2 separate regions of the Mus musculus genome follow, and region 2 is linked to region 1. A link is a contact called in public HiChIP or PLAC-seq data. All regions are on one chromosome and are shown on one strand. Each heading gives the region's core, a stretch centred on a gene start, on an enhancer-like site or on the middle of the called end of the contact. The rest is flanking DNA. Distances are from core to core; before and after follow the strand shown. Region 1 has its middle 16 kb from the start of Gm32296. Region 2 has its middle 27 kb from the start of Batf.

The links. HiChIP or PLAC-seq counts read pairs in DNA pulled down with a chosen protein or histone mark.
Region 2: a contact with region 1 is called in an H3K27ac HiChIP or PLAC-seq map of double positive thymocytes, with 2.8 times the contacts expected there. The contact joins two enhancer-like sites. A contact is called at or near these places in 6 of 15 datasets of contacts at CTCF or cohesin (CD8 T cells, embryonic stem cells, large pre-B cells and 1 more), 42 of 484 Hi-C or Micro-C datasets (B cells, CD8 T cells, DN3 thymocytes and 15 more), 13 of 115 datasets of contacts at active chromatin or transcription factors (CD8 T cells, the HPC-7 cell line, cardiomyocytes and 8 more) and 1 of 9 other capture datasets (embryonic stem cells).

The regions. Positions count from the first base shown.
Region 1 is chr12:85,542,860-85,548,517 of GRCm38.p6, reverse strand. No RefSeq gene overlaps it. Among named protein-coding and RNA genes, the nearest start is that of Gm32296, 16 kb to the right of the region's middle. Within about 2 kb of position 2,642, at least 56 of the 459 cell types and tissues checked have an H3K27ac peak or open chromatin away from gene starts, as enhancers often do. A contact at or near this core is called in double positive thymocytes and erythroblasts, where this site is marked.
Region 2 is chr12:85,656,638-85,662,295 of GRCm38.p6, reverse strand. It overlaps the pseudogene Gm33312. Among named protein-coding and RNA genes, the nearest start is that of Batf, 27 kb to the left of the region's middle. Within about 2 kb of position 2,860, at least 36 of the 459 cell types and tissues checked have an H3K27ac peak or open chromatin away from gene starts, as enhancers often do. A contact at or near this core is called in double positive thymocytes and erythroblasts, where this site is marked.

The sequences.
Region 1 (5,658 bases), core at 1,393-3,892:
AGGGGCTATTCTCCCCCCACTTGACAGTACCGCCTCTGTGGCACCTCTGTGTGGAGAAAGGTGAACCAGGAGCTAGGGTGAGCATCCCTGCTTAACAGCTCTCCGTTTGTTTACCCAAAAAATATTGTTCCATCATAAAAATTCCCAAAATAGTTCCTTCCCTGGCCAGACTGACTGGCGGGCGCCCAGCTTGGGAGCTGCGCCACACTGGAGACACGCTCCAGGGAGGTGAAATTAGCTGGGAAGGTCTGGAGCCACAGTGTGAGGACCACCAGGCCTGCACATCCTGTGGGGCGGAGCACAGAGGTAGAGTCTGACACTCGTCTCTGGGGTCTCTCTCTGGGGACCCTCTCTTGGCAGGGACAACTTATTTTTAGCTAAGAAGGGCTCCTTTGGCTCTTTGTGGGAGGCTGTGTCTCGTGGGCTGGAGGTGAGACAAATCCTTTCCCCCTCAGCTGGAATGCTGTCTCCCACACTCTGATCCTGGCCAATAACTCCTCAGGCCACACTTTCCAACTTAAAGGGTGGCTCTTCAGACAGCCGTTCCTTTCCCAGGAGTGTGAACCAGGCCTCCAGGTATAGTCTAGTCAGATTCTGTGTTTTGTCTTTGGAGAGAGGATAAATAAAAGCAACGACACTTCATCCCACCAACTACTCTGTCCCCTGCCCCTAATCAGAGCAGGATCTCAAAATGGAGTCACTGTCATTTAAGTGACAGGTTTATCCTCACAGGCAACCCTTCCCCCAGCCACCCAGAGCTGTCAGTCTGGGTTTCCAAGCATGTGTGGGAAGGCATAGACAGGTCTATCGACCCTGTAGAAAAGACCCTGCTTTTATGGGCAGGAGCACCCCCACCTTCCCACGCCTTAAAAATGCTCATTTATGCCAGTCAGGTTGACTTGCATAATGACATCATTGAGCGTGATGAGCTTCTGAGCAGTCAGTTAAAATGATGTCGTGCAACCCAGCCTCGTATTTTGGAGAGAAAGAAATTGGGAGGAATGGTTATGAGTCCTTAGGGATAGACTCCACCATAGGACGGGCAGATGGCTGGCAGTCCCACATCTGGCTCAGTGCCACAAGGTCAGACCCTTTAAGTGGATCCTAAGGTTTATGGTGTATTCTTCCATATATCCTGGGCCTGAACTCAAGGCAACAACTTTGTAATACACAAAACTATGTAGCTCTTATTTTATGTAATCTATATATATGCATACAAATGCACAGTCAGACGTGCAATTTACTGGCCTAGAACGCTCTATGTAGCCGTGGCTTGTGGTCCCCCGGCCTCTGCCCATCCTTGATTGTTGGGATTACAGACGTAAGCCACCTTGCCCAACAATACCCTGTTTAATAGGGAAGCTATCTGGAGAGTAATTGTACTGGACGCGATGTCTGCTGCCTCTTAGCATCCAGTTACTTATATCTAAGGCAGGGAAATCAGGTCATAGAACTAAGCAGAAGAAAAGCAATCCCTGATATTATACAACTCCTTTCTAGGGGCTGGGGAGATGGCTCAGCAGCTAAGAACACGTGTTGCTCTTATAGACGACCTGGGTTCAGTTCCCAGCACCAGCACTGTGGCTCGCAGCCATCTGTAGCTCCCGGTCCAAAGGATCCAAGATCCTCTTCTGACCCCTGTGGGCATCATCCAAGCACATGATGCACATACACATGTGCAAGCAAACACACTCATAAAAATAAAATTTTATATATTTATATATGTGTGTGTGTGTGTGTGTATTTAAATCCTTTCTGTTAGTGCCTTTGAAATACACAATTAGCAAGCTTGATGACATAGGCCTATAATCCCAGCTACTCAAGAGGCTAAGGCAGGAGGATCACAAGTTCATGATCAGCCTGAGCAAGTTACTGAGACCCTGTCTCAAAATAAAAAGTAAGGCTGTTGAGTGGCATGCTTGCTCAAGCCTGCTCCTTCCCTCTGGAGTTTATTCTATAGTTTTTGCTCTCGTTTTCATAAATATAATAATAACAACAACAATAGCAAAATAGAGGGCTAGGAGATGGCATGATGGTTCATATCTATGATCCCAGAAGTCTGGAAGTGGAGTCAGGAAGATCAGGAGTTCAAGGACAGCCTCAGCAACACAGCTGTGGGATCTTCCTCTTACAGCGTGATACACTGGCGACTGCCTAGAATGCGACCAGGCAACACCCAGGCAACCATCCAGGTCTAGAAAGGACAGAAGCCAGGTTGGAGACTACCATGGCTGCCTCCGTGTCTCTCAACTGGGTTGAGCTGGTTCAGAGGAAAAGCAGGAAGCACAGCATCACTGTGCCTTCCTGGGAGTTCCAAGACTGCCCATGAACTAGCTGCTCCTTCTGCAGTCAGGGAAGCTTGTCATTATAAGAGCAGAGGCTGCTTTCAGTGCCTCATGGCTGCTCAGGGAGACCCTAACCCAGCAGCTGATGCCCAGAGAGACCTCCGTCTAACTGTAGAAGCTGCGGCAGCTGTCACGGCCACTGCAAAAGCTGCTGCTTCCGTTGGAGGGGACGTCGTTGTGTTGACAGCTCTCATCTGGGAGATTCTGTTTCCGTCACGGCTGCCCCAGGCACACTGTAATGACTCCAGAGGATGACACTTGGGCAGTGACAGCTTCAGATGCACCTCAGATGGCCCCCGCCATCTTGCAGGTGTCCTTAGGTCTAGGGAAGTACTTCCACCACCCGTGACAGCTGTGACAGGCAGGCCCAGTACTAAGTAAAAAAGTTTGTGGTTAGAAGACAGAAGGCTGGGTGCACTTGTGCCTGGCAGACTAAACCCTTCCTTCACTCTACCCCACTATGCCTCTGTGCCTTCCTGGTGCTGCAGCCTGGGTTCCATTAAAATCTCATCCCAGGCGGTTTCATAGCCTACTTATGGTTTTAGAGCACAGGTAAAGTGGGCAAGCCCTTAGCATAATGTACAGATAATTTTAACTTGGTGGTGTTGTACACACCTTTAATCCCAGCTCTGCAGGGGGGGAGGGTCAGAGGCAGACAGATCTCTGAGTTCAAGGGCAGCCTGATCTACAGAGCTAGTTTTAGACAGCCAAGGTTAACACCGAGAAACTGTCTTGAACACAACCAACAAATAAATAAACAATAAACAATTTTACTTCTTGCATTTGTTTGTTTGTTTATTTATTTATTATTTTACCCCAATCAGGTCATTTCAAGCCTCAGAGGGTTTCTTTTCCCACTGCTGAGAAAGGACACTATGAAGGCACCAGGACTCTGTTGAGTGTTAATTGGGAAACAGTCACGTGCATACACTCTGCGTTTATAAGGGCTTGGGTCCCTTTCTCTCTGCTGTCTTCAGTACTTGGTGGGTGTGGAGTCCCTCCAGTGTTGCTGTGGATTTGCAAAATCAGTGGTTGTGATTGAGTGTCTGAGCTTTGATCTTTTGAATGGCCACACGAAGGTATTAACCAAAGGAACCCAGCTCTACTCAGAGCCTCCTGCTCCTGAGTGCAGAGGGGCTTCCACGCCTTGGCCAAATGGACTCCTAAGGAATTTGGTAATTGCCTTTCCAGTTAGAATGGCACATATTCACCACTCAGCGGATTCTAGAATCTGTTAAAAATGCAACTATAAATAGCCCAGGGACTTCCAGAGTTCCTTGCAAATTCCCTGTACTTATGAATAGCCTGTTGTTCAAAGCCACCCAACTCTTCTTACCAGCGGGTTTGCAAAAGCAAGCCCCCCATCACTACCTTTGTGTTTATTTAACCATCTCATTCCCAGAATAACTTAAGATGATTTCTAAGAGATGTCCACAATATAATGAAAGCAAAAGTATAGATAAGTAAGGAAATACAGAGGGAAAAGAAAAAGCAAGGCAAAGAGTCTGAGGGAGAAATTTCTGTTCTGAGGTTGGGAGAGTCTTTACATGAGTTCAGGAGGAGGCTGTAGATTTGAACATGAGCTTCCTAGCAAGCCAAGCAAAAGAGTGGGGGTTAGAATGGTTGAGTGCATGGTTTATATCACGCAGAAAATAAAGGCTGTGTTGAGAAATACAGCAGCCCCCAGAGTGAAGACCTAAGAGAAGTTCTTGCATTTGTCCTTCCAAAAACAAAGCCAACAACAGAAAATGACATTCTCAGGGGGGCTGTGATGAGGAGCATCACTGATTCTCTTAGAACATCCCTCGATGGGAGCTGATGACTTCTGTTAGACTTCAAGCCTGAGACAAAGAGCTGAGGCGCCTCCTGGCCTCCAGATTCTCTCTGTAGCCCTCAGCCCCTACCTATTACAGGGTCCTCCTGGCTGGCATACCCTGCCCCCTACCCTAAACTGTCCTGCCCAGGGGGACCTAGGGTGCTCTTCCCTATATAATCACATCACTTTAGATATCTGCTCTTTTTGTGCCTCTGGGCCTCCTGGCTGTTGCACCTGGCTCCTCTGTTCTCCATCCCTTCTCCTCGCCCTTCCTCAAATAGCTCAGGGTCCCGACCACTCTGGGCTCTCCCAAACGTCCCTGCCTCTGGCTCTGCTCTCCCACATATCCATAATAAACTCTCTCCTCCACCATACCTAGGACCAGTCATGTTTCCTTTCCTTTTTATGTCTTTCTTTCTTTTTTTTTTTCCATTCAACTTCTTAACAGAGTAAGTTCATTGAACACATTTCCACGGGAGCACGGAGGACAGGGTTCAGATCAACAGCTGTGATTCGAGGATGCGCTTTAAGAACTGAAGAGACAGTAGGGCTGTGGTCTAAATGATCTCCTCGCCAGCCTCCCACTGCCCAAAGCATGTGTGAGTAAGCATTGTGGCTGAGTTTGGGACAGTTGTCCCCTAACCTGGGGTGCCAGGTGAAGGCCACTCCGTTTGCTTTAACTTTAGCAACGCCACAGAGAGGCTCGGTGTCCCCTGTGGGCAGTGCAGGGCAGTGACCATGCCTCCTCCCTACCCCATTTTCTTTTCTTTTAGGAAAAAGTCATCGTGTCAAATTCTCTCCTTTCCCCACCATCCTGGTTTGCTTTCTATTGCTGTGACAAATACTGCGAACAAAAGCAACTTGGAGTGGGAAGATTTTATTTTGGCTTACATGTCCCAATCCCAGCCATGATGGAGCAGAGGCAGGGACTATGCAGGGACACTGCTCACTGGCTTACTCTCCGTGGCTCACTTAACTTGCTCCCCTATACAACCCAGGGGTAACATCCATCACCCACAGTGGGCTGGGCCCTCCCACATCAATCATTAATCAAGAAAATGCCCCACAGACATGCCCACAGGCCAACCTGATGAAGACAGTTCCTTATTTGAGTTTGTGCCTTCTCAACTGACTCTAGTTTGTGTCAAGTTGACAAAAAAAACTAGCCCGCACATCCATTTATCATCAGGACCTTGTTGGCCTGTCACAGCGAGTTTCAGCTGTCAACTTGACACACCCCGAAAGAGGGGACCTCAGTTAAGAAACTGACACCATTGCACTGGCCTGTGGCTATGTCTGTGGGCCGTTCCAGAGCCTGGGACCATGAGCCTGGAAGCAGGCCAATGAGCAGCGTTCTTTCATGGTCTCTGCTCGGTTCCTGCTTCCTAGTTCCTATCTTCAGTTTCCTCCTGGGCTTCCTTCCTGATGGACTGAAACCTATCAGCCAAACAAACCCTTTCCTCCCAAGACAACATTTTAGAATGTGTTTTATCACAG
Region 2 (5,658 bases), core at 1,611-4,110, 110 kb before region 1:
AGGCAGATTTCTGAGTTCAAGGCCAGCCTGGTCTACAAAGTGAGTTCCAGAACAGCCAGGGCTATACAGAGAAACCCTGTCTCAAAAAAACAAAAAAACAAATAAACAAACAAAAAATCAAAGTAGGTGAAGAGAGTATACCCATAGCTCAATCATTGGGGAATTGGAAGCCAGCCTAGACTACTAAACAAGGTGCAGTCTGAAAACAATGTGGAAAAAAAAGGAAGGAAGAAAGGAAGAATGGAAGGGGGCTGGTGAGATGGTTCAGCGGGTAAGAGCAGACTGCTCTTCTGAAGGCCCTGAGTTCAAATCCCAGCAACCACATGGTAGCTCACAACCACCCGTAATGAGATATGACTCCCTCTTCTGGCATGGCTGAAGACAGCTACAGTGTACTTATGTATAATATTAAATAAATCTTTGGGCCAGAGCGAGCAGGGCTGACCAGAGTGAGCAAAGGTCCTAAAATTCAATTCCCAACAAGGTTCACAACCATCTGTATATCTACAGTGTACTCTTTACAAAATAAAAGAAAGAAATGAGCCGGGTGTGGTGGCGCATGCCTTTAATCCCAGCACTAGGGAGGCAGAGGCAGGTGGATTTCTGAGTTTGAGGCCAGCCTGGTCTACAAAGTGAGTTCCAGGACAGCTAGGGCTACACAGAGAAACCCTGTCTCGAAAAACAAAACAAAACAAAACAATTAAACTATTATAATTCTATCATCTAGGGAGACATAAATTTAGATACACACATAACTCGAATTTTTATTTTATAAAACTGACATCAGTCACAATATGCAAATTAGTGATCTGCTTATAAAAACACAACACATGCATCCCCATGTATGTATATGTTTTGTGCCTCTGATGGGTGTGCATAAAACAGTCACCCCAGCGTGTTTTACTTGCTCGCCTTGGACCCCTCAAGGCCAGTGCTTACTGTATCCAGGAGCGCAGAAACGGGAGCAAGGAGGTGTGCGCAGTCAGGAACAGTGTTCTCTCGGGCTGTTGGTGCCTCTGGTGGGTCTGTTTCCTGGGGTCTGTACAGAAGGGAGCTGGGAAGCTTTCTATCTGAAAATACTCCACGGTGTGTGCAGGTGTTTGGAGTTCCGTTGAGTTTCATCAAAATGAGTCACTGAAGGTGTGAACGGGCGGCCAGGTTGAAGGAGTTACCACTTCCTGGTCCCATCCGGAGACACCCTGCACCTCAAACAGAAGCAAGCGCCTTTCACATGGGCTACCAGGCAGAGGCAAACTGAGCCTTTCGCTCTCCAAACCACTTCTTTGCTTACCTCCCCCCCCAACCCCCCAAGCAAAGGCTAAGTTCCTCTAGTCAGCGGCTCGCTGTTGGGTGAGCTTCAAGCCAAAAACCCACTGAAAGTTCAGCCACGCCTGAAGGGAACCTTGAATGACAAGCGAGCCGGTACCAGGTGAAGAGGCCCCACCACCTGCATCCAGGAGCCAGGCTGCCTTATTCACACGGAGAGGGGGGGGGTGTGTGCCATGGCCCCAACAGAATTTATTGTCACATGATTCAGAAGGAGGCCTGTCTGGATTTCAGGCCCTTACATCCTGACTTTCTGTTCTCTGGTAGCAGGGCACCAGACCTTAGCATGACTGACTCCATGATGGAAATGCCATTCAGGCTGTAAAACTCATTGTGAACACACCATCACCTGCCAAAACTAAAACAAAGGCCTAACCCATCAAAGTCCACGGCTCTGGGAAAGTCTCAGAATGTAACTAACCTTACTTTTTAGTTTCTGTAGTTCCACTTCTGGCGAACTGCTCTTGTTAGCTGAAGTATGTCAACCCAAAACATGGGGTTTGTGCTTTAAAAGCCCATCCCAAGAAAGGCTCAGGGCTACACTGGGATCCCGAAAACCCAGTGTTGTCACTGGCTGGCTAATAAAGACTTTCTTTCTTTCTTTTTTCTTTTTCTTTTTTTTTCCCCAGAAACAATGGTGACTTAATCGCTAGGCACAACAACTAGAATCCTAATCTTGTAAGCCATATTCAATCTAAATCTTCTGGTGGCAAATCCGGGTGGATTTACCATATAAATTGGGGGATACTAGTAGCTACATCTTGCCTCTCGATATCCCTGTCCAAAAAGCCTAATAAAGACTTTCTATTGACTTAAATTTGTGTTGGAGCAGTCCTCTCTGGTGACTACCTGACAATGACATGAACTGGTCTAAATGGAGTCAAAGTAAAGATACAGAGAAGTTAATTAGGAAATATCAACTATGCAGTTCAGTGGGAGCAAGAGGAAGGAAGCCAAGAAAGATGATAGCCTTTAGGGCCACAGATGGGAAGATCACCAGGAACTACCACAGTCCCATGACACATAATATATTGTTTTGTTTTGTGGCATGGTCCTATGAAACCCAAGCTGTCTTGGAACTCACAATGTAGCTGAGGATATCCTTAAATTCCTTCAGTGAACAGAGCTAGGAAAAGGCAGAGGCAGGCGGATTTCTGAGTTCGAGGCCAGCCTGGTCTACAAAGTGAGTTCCAGGACAGCCAGGGCTATACAGAGAAACCCTGCCTCGAAAAAACAAAACAAAACAAAACAAAAAAACAACCCTGTGTTTTACAAAAGTGCTGGAACCACAGGCATGCTCCACCATGTCCAATTTATGCAATGCTGGCAAACCAAACCCACAGCTTCATGCAAGATGCCCTCTACCACGTGAACTATTGCCCCAGTCTGTGATGCAATGACATCAGCAGCTTTGCCTTGAATAAAGAGTTAAGGAACAAAGAACATTGAAGGAAGTGCTTTGTAAGCTAGAACACATGTCACTATCTTCTCTTTGGGGGCTTATCATTGTCTCCATGGCAACTGGGCAAGCTTCCCGGTCTGCCTCTCCACCCTATCCATGCCCAAAGGATAACTGCATGGCTTGTCATCTCTGCCCTCTTAGATGGCTTGCAATCACATAAAGATGGAGATCCCCAACCTACAACCTAGCCAAGTTAGGGTGATGGGGTGCAGGTGGGGGAGACAAGGCAGAGGGGAAGAGGCAGCCAAGGGACCCCAGACAGCAGCAGAGGAGTGATCCTCAAAGTCAGGCTCCCCCAGGTGGCTGGCAGCAGGCAGGAGCCCAAGCTGTCACAACTGTTGTACGCAGTCACCCTTCCTTCCCCGACAACCTGACTTCATTCAACCTTTCCTGCTCAAGTAGCCAGACAGTGGGCAGAAGTTCAGGACCCCGGCCTTGACTGAACTCCTTCTCTGTCCCTGACAGGCTCAGCATCTTGGGCCAGGAAGATGACCTCTCTCGACCTTTGATGTACACGTATCATCAGGTTGCACACGATGCTACATGCCTATAATCTCAGCAGTCAGAAGGCTGAGGCAGGAGGATCTCTGGAAGGGTGAGGCCAGGCTAGGCTGTAGTGCAACGGAGTCCCTGTTCCAAAAACCAAAATAAGTAAAGGAATAAACAATTATCTGTGAACTCCCTTGGTGACTGAAGAAAGCCAAGAAGTATACGTGCTCAGTGCATCTGAGTGAGACTCTTCTAAAATGTTACTAAAATGAAGTCGTACACTGACGCACCCTCAATTTGTTTTCTGCCTCTACTACTGGCCTGAAATCTCCTGGGAGGGCTGAATACCCTGCTCTGTGTTTATTTTCCTGTGACAAGCCACGAACTAAGTAGCCATGAGGCCATGGGGGGGGGGGGGGAAACCAAACGGACCTTTCACGGGGATTGCCTAAGACCATCAGAAAACACAGAGATCTCCATGACCGTTCGTAACAGTAGCAAAATTACAGGTATGAAGTAGCAGCAAAAGTAATTTTATGGCTGAGGTCACCACAACACAAAGAACTGTATGGAAGGCTCACAGCATTAGGAAGGCTGAGAGCCACGGCTTTAGGCCCTAAGGAAGTAATACATGAGGCCTTTGATACTTTTAGGGGCATGTGGAAATGTTGTGATTTCTTTCTCTGTATGATGCATGTGTGCGTGTGTGTGTGTGTGTGTGTGTGTGTGTGTGCGAGAGAGAGAGAGAGAGAGAGAGAGAGAGAGAGAGAGAGAGAGAGAGAGAGAGTGCATGTTTTCTGGCATGGGAGAGGGGGAGATCTGCGGGGTAGACACGCCACGGCAACCTCAGGTGTCTGTCCTTACCATCTCACCTTCCACCTTATCTGAGGCAGAGCCTGTTCACTGCTATGTAGGCCGGGCCAGCTGGCCCTCCAGCTTCCAGGGAATCTCCTGTCTCCACTTCCCAAGAGCTAGGCACTGCAGGAATTAGACACATGCTGCTGCTCCCACAGTTTCATGTGGGAGCTGGGGCTCTGAACTTGGGGTCCTCATGCTTAGGCAGCAAGCACTTTCCCCACTGAGCTGTCTCCCTGGCCCATAATTCCTTTTAATAGCAGGAGAAAAACTGACTATAACTCAGTCCGATTCTGTTAACATCCATTTTTTTTTTCTTTCTGCAGAAGGGACTTCTGGGCAAAGAGTCTACAGCTTAATGAAGGTCTGGAGACAAGGAGGAGAGTAGGAGGCAATCAGTAGGGACCCAGTTCCACACCAGCTGAGAACAAGTCCTGGAGGATGGTACCAAGTCATTAGTTCATTTGAAGACAGAGTCCTTTGCAAAGCCTACCTCCCAGACCAGCAGGTTACACACACACACACACACACACACACACACACACACACACACACTCCATTTCTCAGTTGTTCAATCTGTAATTCTCTCTCTAACACCCTAAGTTTGTGCTGCCTGAGGGCAAGGGGTTTGTCTATTTTCCATCTTCACATCCATGGCTGTCTTACTGTGTGCCACACGTGGTATTTTGATGGGTAGCACCCATCAGAGATTATTTCAGGCCCATTTTACAGATCAACAAACTAAAATCAAATAGTCCAGTGACTAGTCCCACATCACACAATAGGAAGTTCAGGAGCTCAGAATCAAAACCCTGGAATCTCCAGTCCACCATGGCCTGTTATCATGAGGCTTAGCCCAGAGCCTGGCAGGCCAGAGGGAGAAAGAAGCAGAAAGTGGGGTGGGGATGGGGGTGTGGTGGGGGAGCGTACAGAGGATACCACCCTTCTCTGCCACCGTAAGAAACAGAAATAAGATCCGTCCTCAAGCAGGCTGCAACATCAAGGAGGCCTGAGGCATGTCTGACGGGAAAAGTTCAGGCAGGAGAAAACCCAGAGAACAGTGTGCCAACCAATCATCCGAGGAGGCGCTCTGGGCTTCATTTCCAGGCAGCTCCCAAAGGCCCCACGAGCTACCAGAGAGCTCCGTCTCAACCTGATCAGAGCTCAGCTTCCCCACCCGCCCCTGCCTGCCTGCTCCCTTTGCAGTGTCTCCTGTGTAGACCACTTGGCATTGTACATTTCCATTTGATTTTTACAAAGACTATCTTCTCTATGACTTTAATCTCAGTACTTGGGAGACTGAGGCAGGAAGTCCAAAGTCAGGAGAGAGTTCTAAGCTAAGCTAGCCTGGACTGCATAGTGAGACCCTGTTTTAAGAACTGTATCTTTCCTAGTGAAAAAATGACACATATATTCTCATTTTAAAATTATTATCATTTTTTTTCAAGACAGGATTTCTGTCTTGACAGAGATGACAGAGTCCTGGAACTCACTCTGTAGATCAGGCTGGCCCCCAATTCAGAGAG